Regions from separate parts of the Oryctolagus cuniculus genome. Here region 2 is linked to region 1. A link is a contact called in public Hi-C data. All regions are on one chromosome and are shown on one strand. Each heading gives the region's core, a stretch centred on a gene start, on an enhancer-like site or on the middle of the called end of the contact. The rest is flanking DNA. Distances are from core to core; before and after follow the strand shown.

Region 1 (5,635 bases), core at 1,178-3,677:
AGTGCGTGGGTTGGAGTCTCAGCTCCACCCTCCATTCCAGCTTCCTGCTACCGCACACCCTGGGAGGCAGCAAGTACTGGCTCAAGTAGTTGGATCCCTGCCACCCATGTGGGAGACCCAGAATGAGTTCCTGAGTGTAGACATTTAGGGAGTGAACCAGCAAATGGGAGATCTCGCTCCCTCTCTCCCTACATCTTTTTCAAATAAAATGAGCAAACAAAAATTAACCAGAAAAGAAAGCAAAGAAGACTCCGTGTTTTTGAGACAAGCAGAGAAATTTGGGACAACACAGATTCGGCAGGCTGCTTTGTCAAATGTACTCAGCAGAAATGCTTAACCTGGGATACATCTTTATGTAAACCTGCATTCTCTCAGTCAGTGAGGTAAGGCTCTGAGATCTGTCGACAAAACGTGTGAGGCAAACATGAAGCATGACTTCTTGGCCTCAGCCCACGAACTCTTCACTTACGTTTTAGACAAATTAAATCCAAGGAAACAAAATGCTGGCCAAATCCCTATGCCAAGGAACTTGTCAAGGACCTAGCAACTTGAACTTCACCCTACTTGCAATACTGAAGAGGAAATACCACAGCTGTCAAATGAGCAGTGTTGCTGCTATACCTCAAGACAGGATGTAACCAGAGAAGCAAAATGTTGAACATAAAAAAATACAAGGTGAGATGGAGCCTTGTGGAGAAAATTTGTTTTCTTTTTAGAAAAAAAAAATCTCTTCCGAATACACGTGCGTGCGTTTCCTACTTGGACCCACATTCCTTGATCCATCTCACGAATGTGCGTAGTGTCTGGCCACACCACTCAAGGGCCACATGGTCTTGGCCCACGCGATGAGCTCAGGAGCACCCCTGTGGTTTCACCCTGCGCCGCTGTCTCCCATGGTTAACAACCCTGACAAGTGCTCCCCACTTCCCACCCAGCCAAGTGCCCCGTTAACTCAGCACTCAGCCACCCGGGCTCAGAGGTGGGGGAAGAGTCCACTGTCGTCAGAGCCAGTGAGAACCTGGGAGCAAAAGGTCCCAACTGGCTGCGGGCACTTGCGAAGGGGCCCCGGCTCATGGGGTTAATTCCTTTTTCTCTTGTGCGTGAGGGTGGCACACTTAACGGCTTGTTGAAAATACCAGTCCAGTTCCTGTTGCGAGGGCTCAGCCCTGCATCCTGCCAATCGCAAAGCGCCACGGATCTGTTTACTAAGGGAGTGAGGGATGTGAAGAAGAAAGGACAGAGGGAGGGGGACACCGAAACTCACAGACTCCTCCGAAATTCTCATTCCCCCCATCCTTTTCTCACAACAGCCTCAGAGGAAACATGCTATAGTTTCTATTTTACAGATGAGAAAACCAAGGGCCAAAGGGTAGGTAAACTGTCTAGGATCTCAGGATCTCACAACCAGGAAATGCTAGAGCAAGGTTTCCAAATGGTCTAACGCTTGCTCTTTCAATCTCTACAAAAAAAATCAGAGCATTAGCCAAGGGATGCCTAATGAGTTTGGACAGAAAACAACAAAAAATCTGAAGAAACTTGGGGAAGTTTCTTCCAATATGCTCTAGGTTTGTCACCCTACCTAGCACAGTCCTGTACTAGCCACACCTCCCCTTAGCAGGGACGTAGCAAGGGGAGCCCTGAACACTCTGCTTTCTTCTTAAATAATCTCCCTCCAGCCTCCCTTCTCTTTAATTTGCAGCAGCTCTAGCCGTGTGGGCCAGGAAGGTCTCCCCTGCACCTCATCAGCACGCGGCTGCACCTGGGCCTGACCCGCGGGCCTTCCTTCCATTCCCCCAGCTTCCTCGCTAAGCCCCACAGACCTCGTTTTCAGCTGTGTAAATGCTGCCTTCATCAGCAACCAGGGCCTCCCTTCCAATCAGCCCCACCTGCCTCCCAGTCCCGACCTCCTGAATCCCAACACACGAGGAGACCTGGCCCACCACAAGCATCCATCGCTTGGTCCCGGCAGGTGCTTAGCAACCAGGTATTTGCGCCTCATCCACTCCCTGACTCCTTTCCCAGGATACAGTGGCAGGTCTTACCTGAAGACCCCAAGCCTGAACCAGTGCCCAGCCCCTGCTCTCCCACGAAGCCAGAGCCCTTCGCATTTGAGGCTCCTCTCCTACCACACACACCCCTTCCTCCTGCCTCTCCCAACCTCTTCCCTGCCCTGAGTTCTATCCCCCTGCACTGCTCCTCTCCAAAGACTGTCCTAGATGTTTCCCTCCCTCTCTGAGGTCGTGAAGCACTTCTTGTTGGTATCATTCACTCGGCTGATCAGGTCCGTTGCCAAGTAGTCCTTTATCTTTTTTTTTTTTCCTCTGAGTCTTCTTTTAATAAATTGCACAAGCCACAGTCTGGCTTATCTTTATATGCACATGTCCTGTCTACTCAACCGGATTGGGTGTCCTCCAAGGCTCTGTCCTCTCCCATCTGCTCATCTCGCGTTCTGATGACTCCCTTGGAGAGAGCCCATGCACTTGTGTAACACCGAGTCTGCTATGCTGTTCTTGCCACCAAACCCCACTCAGGCGCCCCTGGCCCTACAGACCTCCCCCCTCCTCCTTATAAGTCCCAGAGCCATCTACATTCCAGTGACACCTTCTGCTGCAGGCACAGATCCACAATGATACGTTCCGAGTTTCTGCAACACTCCTCTATACAAGCATTAAAATACACTCTTGTCCTGAGGTGTCTGTGAGTGTGTGTACTTCCTGTTTTCTCAAATACAGCGGGGGCTTCCCCAGGACAGTTGCCAAGTCTACAGCTTCTCTGGCACAGTGCTAGCTCTTCGAGTCCCTGCTACCTATATGCAGCCTATATTTTAGAAGGTAAAACGGAATTTGGACTTCTAGTTTTAAACGTATCACAGAAAATAAGACTATCTTAACTCTAAAGGAAGCAAAGCCTGGAGTCAAAACGGAGCACATCTAAACCCTGAGAGCAAAGGTTTTGTGTTAACAATCTCCTTTCAGAGGGCACCCAGTTCAGTGACAGCACAGGCGGCACCCAGCTTCCCGGGGTTGTCTTGTCTCGTTATCTGAGAGCAGAAACACAACACCTAAAAAGAGCCCGCCTGGGTGCAGATTTCAGGCCTCATTTTCCTAAGTGGAGAGTTGCACGTGGCCAAGCAAAGCCGACCTGATGAAAGCCAGTGTAGTCAGCTTGCTTTCAAATCAACAGCCGTAATTGCCACTAGCATTTAACCTGGCACCGATCACACCTGTGTTCTGGAGCCAAGCTCACTGGCCAGCTCAGCACCTTCTGAAACCCCAGGTGGCTGAACTCCAAGGCAAACAAGACCGAACAGATGAATCACAGCAGTGAGAACCCGGCAGCTGCCACTGTCATCCAGGGAGCTCACCCACAACCCTGCAGGGCAGGGAGTGACCTGGAGTGCACTGGATCAGGGTTGATCCCCCTTCAACCCCCTGAAGCTGGGTCTCCAGTCATTGCTAATGTTAAGATAGGCCCCTCTGCCTTCTTCCTGGCCTCCCAAGGCTTCGCTCCTCCCCAATTAAGCCACTAGGCCCCATCTTAGAAGTGAGGTGTGGCAATCTGCACACAGAGCTGTTCTCAAAGGCCCAGTCTTTCTCTAGACGGCAACAAAAGGCCAACAACCCACATCTCCCAGCTCTTTCATTATGAATGAAGCTCACGGGAGCTGGCAACCACTTAGGGTGGTCCATAAAGTTCTCAGGATCTCACTCGAACAAGGCAGCACCCCATCTCTGTCAGCCCAAAGGCCATTCAGCGTGGAAACGGAAGGTAAGGGTGAGATTCCACAGACTCGGCAGCTTCTACATTTTTTCCCCAAAAGACAGAGTTACAGAGAGAGGAGGATAGACAGACAGACAGACAGACAGACACACACACACACACACACACAGAGAGGGAGGGAGGGAGGGAGAGAGATGGAGAGAGAGAGAACTTCCATCCTGTTTCACTCCCCAAATGCCCAAATGGCCACAAAAGCTGGGGCTGGGCCAGGCTGCAGCCATGAGCCAGAGTTTCTTCCAGGACTCCCAAAGGGCTGCAGGAGCCCAAACACTTGGGCCATCTTCTGCTGCTTTCCTAGACATTAGCAGGGAGCTGGGTGTGAAGTGGAAGCAGCCAGTGCCCATACGGGATGCCGGCATTGCAGGTGGAGGCTTAACCTGCTACGCCACAATGCTGGCCCCAGCTTCTAAATTTTATCACAAGTTATTTCAGAAAAAAAGCAATAACAACTGAGCGGAAACACTACTCATTCTTCCAAAGTGCACCCCACGTTCAAAGTCATGGCGTGTTGAGCCTCCAATCCTGCTCTCCCTCACTTGGTGGTGGAGGGAGCAGCGTCTGCCTCTCCCTGTGTGGCCAGCATCCTACAGCACCAGAGAATCCAGAAATTCAACGTCTTTATTCCGCAAGCATTTACTATGTGCCAGACATGTTGTGAGGTCTGGGAAGTAGCAGTCATTAAAGCAGGAAAGACTTACTCGCTGGAGCTCACATTCTATTCAGGAGGAAACGGGCAATTAACAAATACACCAACAGACTCTCAGGTGGCCAACAGGACCATGGGAAAAATAAGGCAGATGAAGCAATGTAGGAATTACCCAGGGCAGGTGTTGGGGTTATGTAGGGCGGTCAGGGAAGGTCCCACCCAAGAGCTAACATTTCTGGGAGACTTGAAACAGGTGGAAGGAGGCACACACGAGAGTAGGGCAGGGGTTTTTCTAACAGTAGGATTGGTGGGAGGGTTGGCGTGGTTGTAGGATGGCAAGGGGCCAGAAGAGTCACAGCGAAAGGCAAGGTGGGGAGTGGAAGGAGCTGGGACAGGAGAGGAGCGGGAAGTCAGATCACGTACCACACGGCAAGCCGTTCTAAGGTCTTTGGCATTGACTCAGCATATCCATCAGGGCACTGTCAATAGACAGAAGCCACACCAACTATTTCAACAGAGCTCATTTAATATAAAGAACTATTGGCCGGCGCTGTGGCTTACTTGGCTAGTCCTCCGCCTGCAGTGCCGGCACCCCGGGTCCTGGTCCCGGTTGGGGTGCCAGGCGCTGGTCCTGGTTGCTCCTCTTCCAGTCCAGCTCTCTGCTGTGGCCTGCGAGGGCAATGGAGATGGCCCAAGTCCTTGGGCCCTGCACCCACGTGGGAGACCAGGAGGAAGCACCTAGCTCCTGGCTTTGGATTGGCACAGCACCGGCCATGGTGGCCATTGGGGGAGTGAACCAACAGAAGGAAGACCTTTCTGTCCATCTCTCACTGTCTATTAACTCTCTATCTATCTATCTATCTCTGTCTGTCTCTCTCTCTCTCACTGTCTAACCCTGCCTGGCAAAAAAAAAAAAAAAAAGAATTGTTAACTAGGATTAAGTTTGCCAAGCAGGTAACTGAAGGGGTAACAAGCAAACACCAAGGTGTCTTGGAGACAGCAGCTGTGGAAAGCTCCCTCCCTCTAGCTCTGGGATAGGAGGAAAATGCAGGATTACTAAGAGGTAGAAGCTCAGAAGAGGTCCCACGGGGCTGGAGCCCAGACCTGGAGGTGGGATGACAGCTGGTGCTGGAATCCCTCAAGAGCCAGCATCGGGCTGGTTCCAGAGTGTGGCAAAAACTGCAAAGTGGATTTAACTGCTGCCACACA
Region 2 (5,635 bases), core at 2,235-4,734, 83 kb before region 1:
GCTTCGGATTAGTGCAGCTCCAGCTGTTGCAGCCTATTGGGGAGTAAACCAGCGTATGGAAAATCTCTCTCTTTCTCTCTCTCTCTCTCTCTCTCTGCCTCTCCTTCTTTCTCTGTGTAACTCTGACTTTCAAATAAAAAAAAAGAGAATGATTTGGGGCTTAGCATAACTTGCTTTTGCAAGAACTAACTCAGAGTCCCTCAGGAACCACCACAATCCCCCACCATGACCTAATGACCTCCGGCGAAGCCTCACCTCTTAAAGGCCCTACCATTCCCATCACCACACTGAAGGCCAAGTCTCCAACATACGAGGCCATAGGGGGATAAACCTTGTCCAGACCCTAGCAGTACCCATGGCCTGATGGTGGACAGCACTCACGGGTTTCCCTCTTGGTGCTTCCTCCAGCCCCCAGAACACTGAGCCTGAACAAGAGGGCTGTAGGGACAACCGCGGTGTCTCTGCAGCAGGCCCTGCCAGGACAGAAGAGCAAAAGCCTAGCTGATGGAGAGGGAGCTGTGGCGTTTTCTGTGTTTCGGTTTTTGCCTTTGTTTTCATGGTGATTTGTTAAATGCTGAAGAGGATCCATGAGCCCAGGGTCCATCGCGAAACACCGGCCTGTTACATCAGACCATTTCTATCACGTTAACTAAAATGCCCAAGAAGAGCTTCTGGGGATAGGAAAGTGTATTTCAGCTTAGAGGCTGGAAGTTAGTTTAGGGTCAGGTGGTCCTATAGTCTGAGGTCTTGTGGAAGCTCTCACAGCAGGCATGGAGGAAAGATCCTGTGGTGGGCAAGGAAGCAGAGAGAGAGATCAGCTACGCAGAACTTGAGCTCAGTCAACCTTTCCCTGAGAACCTCCCTCTGCTGGCACCTAAACACCTCCCACTTGGCTCACCTCTCAGACGCCAGAAATAAATACAGCGTCCACCCTTAATCCATCAACCGTTAAGGGTAAGACATCAGAGTTTGAACATTTGCATGAGGTTTGAGAAGAAACATCCTACTCACCCCGTAACACCTGTGTCATCTCATCCGCACACCCCCCACACACCCCCAACACCTCTCTTATGGTAAAAGTGTTGCTCCCACTTTATGGATGAGAAAACGGAAGCTTGAAGACGAGGAGCAACCTCCCACGGCCTCGCAGAAAATGACAGAGGCGGGATTCAGGCTCAGGCTCCTCGGACTCCGGAACCCTCATCTTTAACCACTCTGTTGCACCTGTACCGTGAGCGCGGCAACCCGTTTCCAGCAAGTATGAGTTATCTTTCCTGGAAGGCAGGAACCCTCAGCTCTGTCCCGGTCTGTGGCTCAGAAGTCAAATGGCTTTGGGCAAGTCCCTGAGGCCCCCAGGCCCAGTTTGCTCATCAGAAAAGGAAAGAAAGGGAGTAGAAAATTGTAATAGTTTCTTGAAGCTCTAAAAATCTATAATCCTACGAATTAGTGACAAGAGACCCTAAATTACTTAATGCATTTGTACCACATCCTCCTCAGCTGGTACTCAGAACTGGGGAAAATTCTTAAAAAGAGAAATAAACAAAAATATTACGTGTAAGTTATCTATAAGATTTGCATACTGTGTTGCAAAAGTTACTGAGCTTTTTCTTTGTCTTTCAATGGGAACGTTGAGGTCTAGGATACGTGGTCACCCACACCATTTGAGATGACAGCCACCACTGACTCCTCAAACGCACTTCCTAGACCAAGAACCCATGCAGACAGGGTCTCAGCCCCAGGCTCAGGTAAAGGACTTCCCACGATAAACAGGGAAGGATTGTTGGTGATGCCCCACAGGCCGTTCAAACTGACTGACTTCAACATTCACATTGCTCCATTTACCCACTGCACCCTGGCCTTGGACATCCCTGCTCTACTCAACAGAGACTAGACCATTCTGATCAGCAAACCCCACGCACCATTCGGAAGGGGCTCCCCATGCCACTCCAGTACACACAGTCCACGAAACTCTCCTCTCTCTGCTCCTTTTTAAACCATTTTCACTCATTTATGCGTTTATTTATGTATTGCAAATGCACAACATAAGTGTTCCCAGAGGGACTGTCAAATTACAAAAGCGAATAAACCTTCATTTACTCTCTCGACAAATATTTACCATGTGCCTGCTCTGCCAGCAGGAGTCTACGCAGCAACAGCGACATGACTGTAGCCCTAAGGAGCCACCTGCAGGTTCCTTAACTCAAGGGCCACTCTGTCCAGGGCGTCCTCCTTGGCACCCTTCTCAGGGTCCCATGGCCTCATGGAGTCGATGCTTTGTATCACCTGCAGAGCATTCGTGGCTTCCGTTCTAGTGGATGGTGTTCCGCTAGGACACATGTCATAGCACCCTTCGACAGAGAGCTACAGTGCTGACGATGGTGATGATAGTAAGTGCAACAACAAATGTCATTCCTTTCTAGAGAAGCATTTCTTGCTTGCCCCTGCATCCGAAGGCTTGGAGGCATCTACCCACAGGCTTGGAGCCAAGACAGCAGTGTGATGTCAGTTTCTTTCAGGGCCCTGTGCTCTCTGACTTGTGCCATCCTGCCTAATAGACTTCAGCTGTATTGAAATGAAAAATGAGCAGGAAGTAGATCTTGCTGCTAAGACATATGGGTCAGAAAATCATTATGAGTATTAAATTACAGCAATAAAATGAACCAGAACTAATCTTGTAAATTAAGATCCAATAAATTTTTTTTCATGGCCACACCTTTTTTTTAAAAAAATAAAATAAAAGCAATGTAAAATGTAGTCTAAGAGTATTAAAACTGAATGGAAGGTTGTTTTTGGGAGGGGGGGAAAGGGGAGGAATAGGTATAAAACCAGAAATTTCCATGTGACAAAGACATTAGCATTTTGGAGGGCAGGAGGTGGAGGTTGTTGGGTGGATGGTGAATATACTGCCCCTGTGCCAGATGGTGCAATGATCAATGTTGAGGCTGACACACCTATGTATTTTACATGTAAAATTTATGTATACATATTCCCCTTCCCTTCCGCCCCCTCCTACCTCCCTATTCCTTAGCCAAGCTTCCGCTGACACAAGAAACTAGTGAATTTCTAAATTTCTGACAATCTCTTATTTTTAGAGGAGTCTACACTGTCATTCAAATTAAATCTGAAGCCACAAACAAACCTTTGGAGCTTTGGCTGTTCCCTGGAATAACAGGATCTCTGCCTCCACGCGCGGCAGCAGGGGAGAGACTGTAATGAGCTCATTGTCCATGAGTAGGCACAAAGGAGGGGACACTCCAGGTTCTCCCTCCCTTTCAGCCCGGGATCCAGGGGGCAGATGTTAATTAAGTGAGTAACTTCCACCATCTCCTGGGAACGCCACAGGGCACAGCTCCCAGATCCAAAAGGGACATTGAGGAAGAGGAGACGGTGCCGCAGCCAAGAACCCGTGGGGAGGATCTGGGGTCACCGCCCAGCTCCTGCCCTCCTGCAGGTGCTGGCTTGGTAAAACACTTCGGAGCTGACACCCAGCGGAACCAGACTATTTATAGCCACGCAGTCCTTATAAATAGAGCTGTTTATCACTCAGCCCTGCATGAGTTAAAACTCTAGGCTGGCAGCTATAAATAACTCGGTTACACGCTCGAGTGTGACGACTGACTGATACTTCCTCAAATTGTGACAAATAATGACAAGTTTGTTTGACAAACATTCCACTGACATTCATCTGATTCTGAATAAGTGGTGCTGCTTTCTTAATTTGGTCCCTGAGGCCCGGGACCTCGGGAACTTTCTTTGTTCTCTGCCACTCTCACCTCATGCAGAGGAGACTGTCCCGTGTGTCGTGCGGTTTTCTGTGTGCGTGTGTGTGTGTTTACCTCTAATCAACTGGAAAGGATTTGAGGCCATTTAAGGGGAAGCCTATTAAATCCACTGTTTCTCTCTTGGGATGATTCTGCTTTAGGGGCTTTGCAAGGGTCTGGGGAGCTTTGCTAATGACATGAGAGCAAGAGGGAGGAGAAGGGAATGTGGACCGGACTGAGGTGTGACTCGTGCAGGGTGGCAGGGGCTCAGAAGGGAAAGGTGGCATTAAATGGCAGAGCGCTCACAGTCCCACTCTCCAGGGGCACCTGACAACCAGAAATGCGAGCAGTCAGTTAGAAGGGACCAAGGTTCGAGAGAGCTTGGATAAGCCTCTCTGGATTAGCATCCCGTGGCTTGAGTTCTCTTGCTAGGTCAGTTGATAATTAACACAAGCCCGGAGTTACATGGATCTTAGAGCTCTCCTGGGTCTCTGTCTAACATAACTGACACGTGACAGTTGGAAGAGCTAGGGCCAAAGGGTCTCTCACAGAGTGGACTAGAACTCGGCTCTCCAGGCTCCTGGCCAGGGGCTCCTCCATGGCCATGTAACACAGCCGGGCATGTGGAGCTTCTAGACTCTTCATGAGCTGGAGCAAGCGCTCTGAGAGACGGGGTGATTGTGGGCGTGGATGTCGCTGTCCTGTTCTCCCGGCTCGTTTCTCTCTGTTAGCAACCTCTTTCAGAGGACCTCTTACCCTGTCCTCCACTTCCAAGCCCTGTCTCCTCCGTTTCAGCCTCACTGGTGCTGTCGCATCGCCCCCTCCCCCACCACCTTGCACACACACACACACACACATTCTTCTTCCAATCTCGCCGCCACAGACCTTCCCTAGCAATCTTTGGAGAAGCTCACCTGCTTCCCAGCCCGAGCTGGGCGCGCAGCAAGGAGACACCCCTCTCCGAGCCTGCCCTGGCCCTCTTCCTGCCCAGAGTTCAAGATCAGGCAGCCCCACGAGTTGTGTCTCTGGTGCAGCCCTTCTGGCTATATTCCTACATGGTGGGAGTAGGGCAGAGCAGTCACAGGCCAATGCAGGAAGCGAGAGACAATCGGGAGCACTTTTTAGAACAACCCAATTTCATGGGAGCTAACTGGGATCCCAAGAGGGCTGCATTAGCTTTCCCGAGGGTGCCAACCCAGCGGCTGATTACCTTCTCGTAGGTCCTGCTCTGCCACCTCTCAGCCCTGACGCACTGGGGACTAGGCATCTAGCATGTGCCAGCCACGGCAGGGCAAGGCCAACAGCTGAGAGCAGCTCCTTAGATTTTGTGCCCTGGGCCCTCACTTACCTCACCCTTGGTTTTTGCTTCTCCTTCCCAGTAAATTAAAGACATTGGCTCCTGTATCTGCAGAATGACCAGAGGTGTCTCAACCTGGCTGACAAAGTCCTTAATTACCAGTCCCGCCTGCTTCTCCAGTCCAGTTCTGTGCTTTTTCTCCAACTGTAGTGCTCACTCTTCCTGGAGCACAACCCCTTCCACATGAATGTACTCCCTTTACTGATTGATTTGTTAAGATTTATTTATTTTGAAAGGCAGTACAATAGAAAGGGAGAGACAAAGAGAGAGATCTTCCATCTGCAGGTTCATTCCCCAAATGGCTGCAACAGCCAGGGCTGAGTCAGGCTGAAGCCAGGAGCATGGAACCCCATCCAGGTCTCCCTTTTAGGTGTTGGGGCCCAAGCACTTCAGCCATCTTCCACTGCTTTCCCAGGTATGTTGCAGGGAGCTGGATAAGAAGTGGGGCAGCCAGAACTCAGACCAGTGCTCACGTGGGATACTGGTATCATAGGTGGTGGCTTAACCTGCTATGCCA

The links. Hi-C and Micro-C count contacts between places; a contact is called where the count stands out from the background.
Region 2: a contact with region 1 is called in a Hi-C map of psoas muscle, with 4 times the contacts expected there. The contact joins two enhancer-like sites. A contact is called at or near these places in 2 of 6 Hi-C or Micro-C datasets (liver and psoas muscle).

Annotation. Positions count from the first base shown.
Region 1 is chr5:155,973,668-155,979,302 of mOryCun1.1, reverse strand. The region is part of intron 1 of LOC127493092 (a long non-coding RNA gene); the gene reads right to left. Among named protein-coding and RNA genes, the nearest start is that of JARID2, 480 kb to the right of the region's middle. Within about 2 kb of position 2,427, at least 4 of the 8 cell types and tissues checked have an H3K27ac peak or open chromatin away from gene starts, as enhancers often do.
Region 2 is chr5:156,057,665-156,063,299 of mOryCun1.1, reverse strand. No RefSeq gene overlaps it. Among named protein-coding and RNA genes, the nearest start is that of CD83, 460 kb to the left of the region's middle. Within about 2 kb of position 3,484, at least 1 of the 8 cell types and tissues checked has an H3K27ac peak or open chromatin away from gene starts, as enhancers often do.